Linked DNA regions of Arachis hypogaea: region 1 is linked to region 2. A link is a contact called in public Hi-C data. All regions are on one chromosome and are shown on one strand. The core of a region is the stretch at or near the end of the contact, and the rest is flanking DNA. Distances in the headings are between cores, read along the strand shown.

Region 1 (7,458 bases), core at 4,598-7,097, 97 kb after region 2:
TTCAAAGATTAATACCTAAAAGACAAAATCAATCCAGAAAAAGATAATAATAATAATAATAATAATAATAATAATAATAATAATAATAATAATAATAATAATAAAAAAGTTTAATTACTCTATTGGTCCTTATAGTTTCGTAAAATTTTTAATTAGGTATCTGTACTTTTTTTTTCTTTTAATTGAGTCCTTACACTAATTTTTTTTTAATTGGGTCCTTATACTTTCTTTTCCTTTTATTTAGGTCATTGTACCAATTTTTTTAGGTAGATCTCTATAAAATTAAGTCAATTACTGCTAAGAAAAACTTAATTGAAAAAAAATTAGTGCAAAAACCCAATTAAAAAAAATATAAAGACCTAATTAAAAATTTTGCAAAACTATAAAGAACAACAAAATAATTAAACCTAATAATAATATAGAGTAAACTTCACTTTGAACAGAGTAGTTTTAGAAGTTTCACCTTTTTTTCCTAAATTGAATTAAATCCAAAAAGTAAGATGTGTGAAGTTTTTCGGTGTGAAAATATTCATATTATCAATAATAATAATAATAATAATAATAATAATAATAATAATAATAATAATTAATTTAGAGTTTTTTATATATAAATATAATACATATTTTATTTATTAATATATATAATTTTAAGAAAAATTATATTTTTACACTTTATTATATATTTTATTTTTAGTGACAATGACATAAGTATGAATATATATCGAGTATAAATAAAATAAATCAAATTTTAATTGACTAAATTTGGTTTGCAAATTGATATCAAGAATTTAAAATAAAATAAAAATATATATTTTTTTAATCGTAACTTGATATATATATAATTGGACCATAAAACAACTAAAAGAATTAGTATTTACAATATAATTTATTTCATTTGTGTTGTAAATAAGATAACTAATACTTTATAAATTAATAAATATTTCTTAAATTATATATATTTTTAAATAAAACTTTAATTAGTTTTTAGTATTCTAAAACAGAAAACATTTAATTAATTTATTTATTTAATAAAATTTTTTTAATTTGATACTCAATTTATTTTATTGACATCACCTACGAAAAAAATTTACGCACATATATCTAAACTTATTTCATTTCATAACCGATATATATAATTACTGGCAAAAATTTTAAATATTGAATCACCACAAAATTAAAACAACACAAACTGAACCTCCAATATCCATACCATAGTTACAAAATTAAAAATTAAAAATTATAAAAATTATTAATTAAGATGAGCTAAGCACATAATTTGATGACAAAAAATATGATTTTTTTTAGATAAAAACACATACTTTATCTATTATTATTATTATTATTATTATTATTATTATTATTATTATTATTATTATTATTATTATTATTATTATTATGCAACGGTGATTATAGAAATTATTATTATATTATGTGTTACGAGGATTATTTGAATTATTATTAGTATTATTATGTAACGGAGGTTATTATTATTATTATTATTATTATTATTATTATTATTATTATTATTATTATTATCTTTTTTTGGGTTGATTTTGTCTTTTAGGTATTAATCTTTGAACTTGATTATTGCTTAAAATCTAAACTAATATCATAAAAATCTAACAAAAAAGGGGTTTGATCTCCCTTAATTAATAAGTGTGGTAAAAAAAAAAAAAGTCATAATTATATCGATTGGTATGAATTACTTGTACATGGAGTAAAAGCCTTGCCTAAATCCAAACCTGACACACCCTTTTGTAAAAGTAGAAGAGTTTCAAGAAAAAAGCATCCATTTCCTAACGTATAGCCGTCTGTTGTATGCCAACTCATTTCATCACATGAGGAAAAAAAATAGCATCATCACCATAGCATTCACCTTATATATTTTGTTAGAGTCCTACACGTATAATTATTGATGTGTAATTTTTTATCAATTTAAGTATTTAAAAAAATATTTTTAAAATATAATATTAAAATCTATTTAATTCAATTTTATTAGTCTATTCATCTGAAAATATTTACGCTCTATATAAATATTTAAGAGTGTAAAAAAGATGTATTATAAATCTCACATTAATTAAAAGAAAATTTTAAAAAAATTATAAATATAAAATATATTTTATTCTATGAATTAATTTTTGAAATTAAATTAGATTCATTTAATCTCGATTCTAATATATATCAGCTTAATTTTTTGCTAAAAGTGATTTCATGGAAAAAAAATTTTATGAAGCCCACCATTGTAATTTATAGATTCCTTCTTCTTTTTTTTTTTTTTATGGCGTATTGTTGGTGTCAAAAGGCAGTCTTATTGGATAAATAAAACCATTCAGTCAATATCAGCTTGCAGGTACATGCCTTATTTAATTGTCTGGGTATCTATGTATAAAATTGACTATAACTCCTTATATTGTACGTCTCTTTCAGATTATGGCAACTTGATCGGAATTTAGCCTCCGCCGCGCTACTATGTGGACGATCATTTCTTAAATATGAGTGAATTATATAAAAAAAATTTTAAAATAATATATAACTTATTTTTTTATGATATGTCAATTTTTAATTAGATATTATTTAAATTGGATAACTAATTATTTGTAATTTGAATTATTTTAATTTAATGAGAGTTAATATTTTAATTATTATTTAAAATGAATAATTATATAATTTTTAAAAATATTAATATTTAAATTTTTTTTTTCTTTTTCAAATCATACTTTTTTAAAAAAACTTTTAAGTTTTCGTTACAGTTTTATTTAAAACACATTATCACTCCTCAATTTTATCTTCTTCTCATAATTTTGTCGTCCTTCTATGCATCGTTGTCGCCGTTATAACAAGCAGTTTCAATGTCATCACTATCTTTTGTCATTTCACATGATTTTTTTTTCTATCGTGGATCGTCTTTAATGATGTCTGTCCAGTTATAATAATTATTGTTGTTATTGCGGCATGTAACTATTCATGCTAAAATTTTAATTTTATTAGATGAAATCGATATAAAAAATACTATAACATTGTCAAAAGAGATAATGGAAAATTAGATAGAAATAAAGACTTTATGAATTTATCTTTGTCAAAGTGTGTTCAAGCTAAGTTAATTACTTGTTGTGGTGAACGATTTTGTATATTATTTAAAAGGTAAATTTCGTTGTAAAATGTAACCACAAGGTGTAAAATAAAAATGAAAATAGCTTTCTGTAAAATGTTAATTAATCTTTCATAACTGCATGTGTTTTATTTTTCTTCTATTTTATTTACTGAGTTCAATGATCTTGAGAAAGTAGTGATTTATAATATGCAACAATAAATATAAAGGAATGAGAAGGAATGAAAGTCATTAAATAAAGAGAATTAGGAGTATTAAATTTTAAAAAAAAAAAGAAGTTTTTCAATTTTTTTTCTGTGTTTTTGAAGAAGAATGATTTGGGAATAATAAGATTTAGTTATTAATATTTTAAAAAATTATATAATTATTTATTTCAAATAATAACTTAATTATAAAATAGTTTTATTATGGTTAAAATATTAACCGTGCTTTAATTAAATTAAAGTAACTCAAGTTATAAGTATAATTAGTTATTAAATTAATAGAGTAAAGTATCGTTTTTATCCCCAACGTTTGGGGTAAGTTTCAAAGTTGTCCTAACGTTTCAAAATTGACTCAATGTTGTTCTGCTGTTAGGGATCCGTTAACAGAATTGACGGCGGGACAAAATTGAGAAGATTTTGAAACGTTAGTGACTTAAATGGGACGAAAACGTTAGGAACAAAAACGATACATAAAAATAAATTTTAATTTAATTTTATCTTTTAATAATATTATTTTTTTACTGTACATAGTATTCAATTATTTTTTAATTACATCTAAATAAATTACATTTAATCACATTACTTTCATTTTAAATAAATTAATTTTTTTATAATTTTAAAGAATTTTGATACATTAGAGACAAAAGATATAATTTATATTTTATTGTATATATATTATTTTTTTTCTTTTCTGCAAGTTTATATACTAGTCATTCTACAAACATTTCATGATAATTAAAAGTCTTTAAGAGTAAAATTAAAAAAAAATTAATTTATTTAAAATAAAAGTAATATGATTAAGTGTAATTTACATAGATGTGATTAAAATATAATTAAATACTATGTATAGTAAAAAATTGATATTATTGAAGTATCATTTTTGTCCCCAATGTTTTCGTCCTATTTAAGTCCCTAATGTTTCAAAATCGTCTCAATTTTGTCCCGCCGTAAATTCTGTTAACAGATCCCTAACGGCAGGACAACATTGAGTCAATTTTGAAACGTTAGGGATTTAAACAGGACGATTGAAATGTTAGGGATAACTTTAGGACTTACCCCAAACATTTGGGACAAAAACGATACTTTACTCAAATTAATATAACATCTAAATAAAAGTTGACATATCATAAAGAATAAATTAATGTTATTTTAGAAAAAATTAAATAGAATATTTCAAAATAGTTATTAATTTCTAATATCAAGATTATATTAAGCAATCTTTCTAATATGGTCTTTAATTTGATTTTAATAATTAAATAATTATTTTTAAAATTTATAGAATAAAGAAATAAACTGATCTTTACTTTTCATTTGAGTTTTAAATTGGTCAATAAATTTTTAATTAATTCAATTTAGACCTCAAAATTTACTGTATTATTATTATTATTATTATAATAACGGTCATAAAGATATTTTTAAAAATATAAAGGTACAAATATTTTATAGATAAGTAAATTTTTATACATTTAATATCATTTTAAACTCTATTTTTAGTTAAATTATTTTGTTAGTCTCTATCATTTCGATTTATAATTGAATTTGTACACTTGAAAAATTTTTAATTGAATTATTACACTATTTTAAATTTATAATAACATCCTTTCTATTTTAAAAATATTTAATTTAACTTAAGAAAATATTGAAGCATATTTATTAGTAGTGTGGGATGGATGAAAATATTTTGGTAATGTTTACTATTAAAAAAAATCTAAAATTACAAATTTAAAATTCGTGTAAAAATTTAATTAAAAATTTTTAAAATATAAATACTTAAATACTTAATTATAAAGACGGATAGAATAATTTAAATTTTTGGATTCTTTCTCCTTTATATTCTTAATAATATTATAGTTTAAATTGCTTGTTAACAAAATGCTAAAAATTCTTATTTTAAAATCAAGAATAAAGTGATAATTAGATTTGTGAGAATTTCGATCTTGAACTAATTAATCATAAAAAAAATATTAATTAGATCTTCCACGATAATAAATAGTGAACATGTATGTTATTTTGTCAATGAATAATATGAAATAAAATAGAATTATCTATAGTGGTATGTGTTTTTTATTGTTATGTGAACTTAGAAACAATATAATTTTATATCATAAAATATTTATCATTTTTTAAATTTTCATATATAACATTTATCAATTACTTTTTATCTATTATGAATCCTATTAAAATAAGTAAAATTTTATTTCAAAAATTATTATTTATATAATAATTTTTTATAAATAAACACATCATAATAAATAACCGTATATATATAAATACCACTTTAAATTTTATATGGTGAACTAATAGAAAAACAACACATATACGGTATATCTATGATTTGTTATTTTAAAAAATTAAATTAATATTTTTTTATAAATTAATTAATCTAAAATCAAAATTTTTAAAGACCTAATTATGACTTTATTCTAAAATCAAAAGAGTAATTCGATAGTTATAACTCGGATATAATAAAAAAAAAAAATACCAAACCTAAAAAGTAATAAAAGACGTTGGAACTTGGAACCTGTTAAATGTCGTACTATAAATAATTGGGTAGCAAATTGAAAGCACAATAATAACAATCAAGTTGCGCATACCAAAGAAGAAAAAATGGGAGCAGTAGGTATGGGGTACTCTCCATTGTTCGAGACAAATAAAGGAAGAGGGAGAGTGATCTATAGGCCCTTTGCAATCTCATTATTTGTGGCCATATTCTTCATTTGGGTTTATAGACTCACCCACATACCTTCAAAGGTTGAAGATGGCAACATCTGGGTATGGCTTGGTATGTTTGGTGCAGAGTTATGGTTTGGTCTTTATTGGCTTCTCACTCAAGCACTCCGATGGAACCTTGTCTTCAGGCACACTTTCAAGGACACCCTCTCTCAAAGGTCACACCACTCTATTATCATATACTAATTATTTTCTGCTGATTATTATTACTTGCTAAAAATGTTTAAAATTTAATATTTAATTTAAAAATACAATTTTAAATATTTAAAATTTTGAGTGAATACCTATCCGACTCCTGACAATTATTTTGAAATGACTACGAGTCCCACAAAAAAAAAAGTTCAGCGTCAGATTGAGTTTTTTTTGTTAAGAGCCTCGTTGTTTTTCGAGGTAATTATCAGGGACTGTTTAGAGTTTTTTTCCTAAAATTTTTATAAAAAATAAATTAAATAAAAATTAGACACTAAGTAATAAGTATTATATATAGAATTAATCTTATTTTTTTCTTTCATTTTTTTCAATTAAGATTGTGAAATTAGAAGCCAATGAGTAATAGTTCAAATGGTATAGTCTCCCCATATTCAATTAAGAGGTTTCTCCTATCTTTGATAAAAAAAAATTGTGAAATTAGAACATATATTGTCATTTTTAATTTAATAAAAAAGTATAATGAATCAATTTTTAATTAATTAATATTAGTTATTTTTATTTTAGAATTTATAATTTAAAATTTTCAATTCACTTCCAATTCATATAGGAATTTTTTTTTTTATTTTCCTTTTTTCAAACGTGAGCAATGCACATAAATATCTATTTATGTATTTCACTAAAATTATCCTACATTTTTTTATCCTAAAGACAGAAAAAAATTAATTAAATGCGTGAATTGGTTTTATATGAACAGATATGAGGACAAGTTGCCAGGAGTGGACATATATGTGTGTACGGCAGATCCAGAAATAGAACCAGCAATGATGGTGATTAACACAGTTCTCTCTGTAATGGCTTATGACTATCCAACTCATAAGCTTAGTGTCTATCTCTCTGATGATGGCGCTTCAGATATTACTTTCTATGCTCTCTTAGAGGCATCTAATTTTGCTAAGCATTGGTTGCCATTTTGCAAAAAGTTCAATGTTGAACCAAGGTCTCCGGCGGCTTATTTTAATAACATTTTCTCAATGGCACACCAAAATAATCAATATGATGATCACACTCACAATATAGAGTTGGCGGCTATAAAGGTAATATGTTAAATTAGAGTAACCAATCAATTTTTGTTTTACAAAAATGTGTCATAACAAAAGTTTAAATTGATAAGAGAAAGTAATATTAATGGTTCGGATATAGAGTTTTGATATTATATCATGAAATCACTCATTCTAAAAATTTAAGTTTATAGTAGAATGTAATATA
Region 2 (7,454 bases), core at 784-3,283:
AACTAATATTTTAGGTAAGTTAAAAAAATTTCTGAAAATTATTAACTATTTTTTTTTAATTCTGTTTTTTAAATTAATAAAGTTATAAATCAATTATAAAGTAAAAAAATTTCTTAGAAAAAAAAAGACCAAACATATATCAATAATAATCAATTATTAATACATAAGTAATTCTGTTTTTCAAAACAGCTATTTCAAATTTTAAATAACACTAACCTAACCTAACGTTAACAGTAACTAAGTCACTAATAATAATTAATGAGGAGTGCTATGTAAACAATGATGATCTTAAATAATATGAATAACCACCAATCAAATAAGAATGCACTACACCCTAATTTAATGCTATAAATTAAATTTAAAATTAATATACTCTTTTAACCCTATTAATTCACATTGTTCACACATTATTCAAAAATATTGTTGATTATCTATACTTTTCCATAATTAATTATCCTAACACTAACTAACACCTATAGTCCTATACTAATGCCATACTACTACTACTAACAATTAATTAACTTACTATTAATTAATAGTAAAATAACCTAAAAAATTACAAAATCTTAGTCTATTTTTTAACAATTTTTGTTCATACTTTCAGTTCAAAAAAAAAATTTCAATTACTAAATCATTTACCTGAATGACTTTGGTTTAGTTGTGGTGACTGATCCTCAGTATGAGTGCTGCCGTTTTGCTTTGTGAGTTTCTTTATTTTTGGTGGGGTAAGATTGATAAGGATGGAGGCGAGCCGTTTTGAATGGAACTGAGAAGAGAAGACGAAGAAATGGGAAAGAGAAGGAGTTACTAAAGTTAAAAATCTTCACAATAGAATGAAGGAGAACTTTTCATCCACGTGTTAACCATGCACACACAAAACGTCACTGACGTTTTGTGCAAAACGTCGCCGATGTTTTGTTGAAGACGAAAGTGGCGTGGTTGAGAAAACGACAGTGATATTTTTCTGTAGCAGTTAGTAATCCCCACAACGACATTAAACACATATTTTTAGACATTTCAGTGAATTATACCAACCTAGCCCCAATATTAAAAATAAAAAACTCACTATTAGCAAACCTATATCCAACAAGACTTAAAAAGTTACAAATTAGTTAGTAAGCACAATATAATTTCTAAAAAGCCCTCGAGTAAATACAATTTACCATATTCTTTTAGAAAACGTTCTTAACAAATATTCTTATTTGTACGGTACATAAAATTTTAAATGAGTTGGTATAACTATCACCACAAGGATTTAATTTAAGACCGACATGTGAATTTCAAAAACCGTACATCAAGAAACCTAAAATCAGGGGAAAATGGTTCCACCATGAATAGTCAAATTGGTAGCAAGCATTCAAGCAATTATGGTGATGAGGTCATGATAATATAGTAGTGTTAGTGGTGGCGTTCTTTCGGGTCATTATGATAGGTAAAAGTAGTGATCCATTGGGATGAGTACAATCACTTTTCTGTTGAACTAATTGGTTTAAGTTATGGATTCATAGATGAGTTCATGAGGATCAAGATATTTAAAATTGAATAGTGACAAAAAGAATGATAAAAATAAATCAATATGATAAGGGGTACTTTAGACAATATCCAAAAATAGTGATTATAGTAGTTTAGATATTGTAGTAAGAGTTCGTTAGTGATTAATGGATTGTTACATGTATAAAAAAAATTTTAAATCTTCACTACTTATTTAATAGTATAAGTGAGTTAATTACTTGACAAATTCAAATCCATTTAAGACTATATAGTGATATATAAGTGGGGATATTAATGTAACTGTTGCAGTAACAATATACCCTAATAGATACAAACAGAACAGAAGAAAAATTAAACATATGGTTATATACTTATTTTTCTTATTAAAAAATAGGTTTTTGTTTATAATTTCATATAAATATATTGATTTTTTTTTTTTTCCCCGGTTAACTGGTTTCTTTTAATAATATAAGGGTTACTCTGTTTTTTTTTTTTTTTGAAAGGTCTCCGAATTTATACCTCTTTTCCCAGACAAAGAAAAGCTCCATAAAGCAAAAACCGAGAAAAAAACTGGAGAACCTCCTTTCTAATGGGCTTCAACAAACATAAGCCCATAATAAATTTGGTAAATCCAAAAAAAGATTGGTAAAAGGTAAAAACCCTATACGTTCTTAAAGACATTACAATCATCTGGTGGCGGCAAACGGGCATGCCCATCTCGCCTAAAAATGTGGTACCAAAAATGCACCTCACCTAACTTACATTGAAATTTTATAAACTGAAATTCGAGTAGAACAAAGTTTTTTTTTATGGATACTACAATGAAGATTTTATAATTGTCCTCATGTGAATATATTTCTTTTTAATCCTTGGATGATAGATTGTATAGTTAGATTTTGATATTTATAAAAGTGTTGTTTTTGTTTAAAATGTGGCTAAATAAATAAACCACACTTTTAACCAAAGCATCTTTATGAAAAAATATTTTTGCTATCTTCATTGTAGTATCCACTTTTTTTTAACTTAAAATCAAATTTTTCTGCTTAACCTGAGTTTAAAAAAAATAAATAAAAAATAAGATGAAAATGCCTACAACTCTACAATTCAATGTTCCGCATATTGAACTTTAGTAATGAAAAATATTCTAAATAAAAAAAAACATTTTTGTAAAATTTAATAATTTATAACTTAAAATTATTCTAAATAACAAATGTAATTTAGCATGTTATGATTATTTTAAAAAAAAAAAAGACAAACGTATACCAATGCATCGCAATCCATGATCATTGCACAAGGCTATGTAGTGTGTACTTTGCTGCGGGAGTGAGAATGTGAAGGGCGGGTTGGGGGAGTGAGAATGTGAAAGGCTGGGTGGGTGTGTTATTATTGGCGGAGTTAAGTCAGTTCTATTTTAATGTTTAAAATTGACGAGTTGTATTGATTTAGTATTTAATTTTTTAATTATTATAATTTAGTAGTTTAGATTAAAAAAAGTGCACTAATATAATTTTTTTTTTGTGTATTTTCTGTTGTGGGAGTTTAATGTTGTTAGTGACGTGGTTCAAGCCTTGTCACATTAAACATATTAAAATAATGTTGTACACGTTTTGGCGCTAAAGAAGATACTAAACAATATTGTTTGAGAATTTAAACAATACTAAAATGTTACATCCTCCCTTTTGAACAATACTAATTGTTTAAATCCTCAAACGATGTTATTTAGTGTCTTTTTTTAGCACCAAAACGCGTACAACGTCATTTTAATATATCAAGCGTGGCAAAGCTTAAGCCATTTCAATAACGGCGTTGAGCTCCGACAACTTAAAATATATGAGGAATTATATTGGTGCACTTTTTTTAACCTTGAGGACCAAATTGTAGCAATTAAAAGGTCAGGGACTAAAGCAGTGTAACTTGCCAATTTTAAGTACCAAAGTGGGGCTCAATTCATGCTAGCAGGGGTAGAGTTAGTTTAGATATAAGGATATCTTTTGGTTTTACTTATATTATCGATTTAGTTTAGTTGATGTTTTTAATTTTAGAATCGAAAATCACACTGAACAGATAAAATAAAGTAACAAAATCTCAAATTTTCATTTCCTTTGTTCTCGATTTATTTGATTTTTGTTCTTTTTTTAGTTCAATTTATCAATTTTTTTTTTTTGCTTTTATTTGATTTTTAACATCCTTACCTCTACCGATTTACTCTCACCTCCATCTCATCTATCTTGGAATTTAAATTTGTTCTTAAAAGACTAAAGCTTCTCATAGGTGATTAGTATCAAGTCAAGCTCTATATATTTGAAATATAAAAGTGGGAGAATGGTTTAAAATCAATGAACAACATCATGTTAAGTCGTTACCTGCTCGGGTCGAGTGCGTAGGAAAATCCGAGGACTGTGAGGCCATTCTGACGCTCAAGTTAGTAGGTGTTTAATAGTATAAAAAGTGTTAGGATAAAGATGTTACTTTTGGAGAGGTTGGTCACTTCCCTTATATATCAGATGTCGTCTTGTGGGTCAGTCCTGATAGTGGACAATCCACTCTCCCTTAGATTTGTGGGAGCCTTGTAACCGTTATGCTCTAAAATATCTGGTACGGATATTCGATAGCTCTGTCACATGGCTTTGGGGTTGAAGGGTGGCCAAGACTAATTTTGAAGTAACGAGCCAACCTAAAATACAACACTATCCAAAAATATGATGGCTTGGATTAGTTATCGTGTAAAGCAAGTGAAAAAGGGTGATAAGAAAGTGAGGGGTAGTTATAATTAAGTCCAAAGAAAGTGGAGTGGAGAAGATAATATCAATGCAATCTAGATTCTTTGGGAGGAGCAAGGATGTTAAAAAAGTGGTACCGACAATGAAATCGAGTACAATACAACAACCAAGAGATCACGGTGGCTTGGGCATTGGGGATTTAGTAATGCAAAATGCAGCTATGTTGTTTAAATAGTGATAGAGATTTTCTTACGAGAATGAGCCCTTGTGAAAGAAGGTGGTAGGTTCGTGTTATGATGTTGAGATGAATTCGCATGTGCCTGAGCATGATTATAAAGGTGCGACAGGACCATGGAAGAATATTATTAACATTGCATATAAAAGTGACGTTTTTCATGAAATAAGTATAGGTTTTTTAGAGGATCAAATTCTAGATGGATGTATGGATGGGAGATATAGTATTACAGGCAAGATTTCTTAGACGGTTCAGTGTGTCAAATTTGAAAAAATTATTACATCTATGATTATGGTGTGTGGATGGAAACATTTTGAGTTTGAAACCTCCAATGACAAAGAAAATTTTTTGAGAGAGAAAAAATACAACTAACAGAATTACAATATTTGTTGAAAAGTGTCTCTTTGTGCAGGTTATAGGGATAGCTTGGTGTGGACATTTGAAGAAGATAAGAAATACACAACAGAGAGTTTTATGACCAGTGTCATGAGAAAGACATACAAAGAGCGGAAGATGAAACATATTTTTGATTATGTTTGGTAAGGTGTTGTTCTACTAAGAGAAGAAATGCTAACATGGTTTGTGATCTTGGAAGCGCTGAACACTAAAGATGTGCTCATGAGGAGGAGGATCATAAATCAAAGTCAAGATATTTGTGTACTTTGTGGTGATGAACCAGAGACAGTGAGCCATATTTTTCTACATTGTAAGTATATATCTAAGCTGTGGTGGATGACTTTATGTTGAAAAAATATGTGTCCGGTGGGATCTTAGGACATTAGAACTTGGTTTGAGGGATGGATAGATCAATGTATGTCCAAAATAGATAAAAAAGGGCTGAATATATAATTTATTTCTTTAGTATTATATAGACTGTTTGGAGGGGTAGAAATGAAATGATTTTTGAAAATAAGTTACTACTTTAAAATTGTGCTTGGGAACTAATTAGAAATCTAGTTTCACAATGAAATGTGAGAAGAAAAAAGGATAGATTACGTAAGATTGTTAATATTGATGTTAGAGAAGGAAAAAAGTGGGTGTAATGACGGTGTGTGACATATAAAATAGAGAAAAATATGTATATAATAGAAGGATATATAACAAATTTTGCAGATGAATTTAAATGTTTTATAGACAATATTACATCTGAAAAAATAAGAGGAGAATTTGTATTTAAAGACATTCAAAAAATTGTTCAATTCTTAATTGAGGAGCTTGATGTAAAAGAGGAATATATAAAAATGATTTTGGACTATAAAAGAATAGTAAACTAGATTAGTGAAAAAGATGAAATAAGTTGGGAGTAAAGATTTTTAAAAAAGAAGACAAAGAATATGAAACATCTATTCTATTCTCTAATATTAAAGTTGTTTAGAGGTGGACAAAAGCTTTAAATATAAAGACAAATAGAAATAGATGGCACCAAATAGAAATAATTATTGAATTTTATAGAATTTTGAATAGTTATGTAAGTGGCTGAATTGTAAGAAATTATTAATGTTTATATAGAATAAGTATCTTAGATATGTTATTAGATGTAACTGAATTTGTTGGCTTTTTTATATAGTTGCAAGTTTTTTTAAAGTTGTCTTTTGAATGATTGATATTTTTTATGAAGATACCAAAAAAAATATCGACTGTACGTAAATTATCTCAAAAATTTTTCTCCCTATTTAAGTCAAGTTTGTATCACAACTGATAAAAAAAAATTAGTTATCGTATAAAATTAGATGCTATTAAAGTGATGTTGTTTTACCTTTTGTATTAATTAGTTCTAATTAAAAGAGATGTTTTAATCTAGCAAAACTTAATACGTCTCCCGTGTTTTTTTTTTATGGCACCTAATATTAATTCAAGTTTTGACCTGCATGATAACGTTGTCATATGCAATTTTTTTTTTTTAGTCTAATTACATATCTAAGTATTTTGTTATCCAAGTCCAATCAAGTAACTCTATACTCAATAAAAACCATTTTCATTATACCAACGTGCACACACGCGCGTTTCAATAACGTTTCTTTGTCTTTGTCTTCGCTTTTTCCTCTCTCTTCTTCGCTTTCTTTCTTTCTCGTCTTCGCATTCTTCCTTCTTCTTTTTCGTCTTCCTCCTTTTTCTTTTTTGCGTTCCTTCTTTTTCTTTGCGTGTTTTCTCTCAATCGTCATTCTTTTATTATTGTTGTTGTTACTACGTTTTTTCTTTTCCTCCTTTTAATTCAGGTTTATTTGGATCGAAATGAACCGAATTTGATTCAGATTTGGTGAATACTTAACAGTAGTATCAAGTGAACCTAACTCAATTCACAAATGAACCAAATTCGGTTCAAATTTGAACAAAAAGTGATAAATATTCAATCAGCAAGAAAAGCACATTTCAATTCATTTCTGCATACAAATGAACTCAATTAAACTAAGAGATGAACCGAATTTCTTAAGGAATAACAGATTTGGTGAATACTTAAAAGTAGTATCAAGTGAACCTAACTCAATTCACAAATGAACCGAATTCGGTTTAGATTTGAACAAAAAGTGATAAATATTCAATCAGCAAGAAAAGAATATTTTCAACTCATTTCTACATGCAAATGAACTCAATTAAACTAAAAGATGAACCAAATTTCTTAAGGAATAACAGATTTGGTGAATACTTAAAAATAGTATCAAGTGAACCTAACTCAATTCACAAAAGAACCGAATTGGTTCAGATTTGAACAAAAAGTGATAAACATTCAATCAGCAAGAAAATCACATTTTAATTCATTTCTGCATACAAATGAAGTCAATTAGACTAAGAGATGAACCAAATTTTTTGAGGAATAACAAATTTGATAAATACTTAAAAGTAGTATCAAGTGAACCTAACTCAATTCACAAATAAATCGAATTTGATTCATATTTGAACAAAGAGTTAAAAAATTACTTAAAGAATAAAAAGAAGAAGACGCAATATTGGAGGAGGAGGAGGAGAAGGAGAAGGAGAAGAAGAACTGCTGTGCGAATTTGGAAGAAGAA

The links. Hi-C and Micro-C count contacts between places; a contact is called where the count stands out from the background.
Region 1: a Hi-C map of an unstated tissue shows a contact between it and region 2, with 7 times the contacts expected there. The contact joins the promoter of LOC112720121 here to the enhancer-like site in region 2. A contact is called at or near these places in 3 of 8 Hi-C or Micro-C datasets (leaf and an unstated tissue).

The regions. Positions count from the first base shown.
Region 1 is chr11:7,996,192-8,003,649 of arahy.Tifrunner.gnm2.J5K5, forward strand. LOC112720121 (cellulose synthase-like protein E1) reads left to right here and starts at 5,848. Exons shown (of 8, transcript XM_025770945.2): 1 at 5,848-6,200; 2 at 6,947-7,286. The coding sequence starts at 5,920.
Region 2 is chr11:7,903,133-7,910,586 of arahy.Tifrunner.gnm2.J5K5, forward strand. No RefSeq gene overlaps it. Among protein-coding and RNA genes, the nearest start is that of LOC112720120, 13 kb to the left of the region's middle. Within about 2 kb of position 2,034, at least 2 of the 3 cell types and tissues checked have open chromatin away from gene starts, as enhancers often do.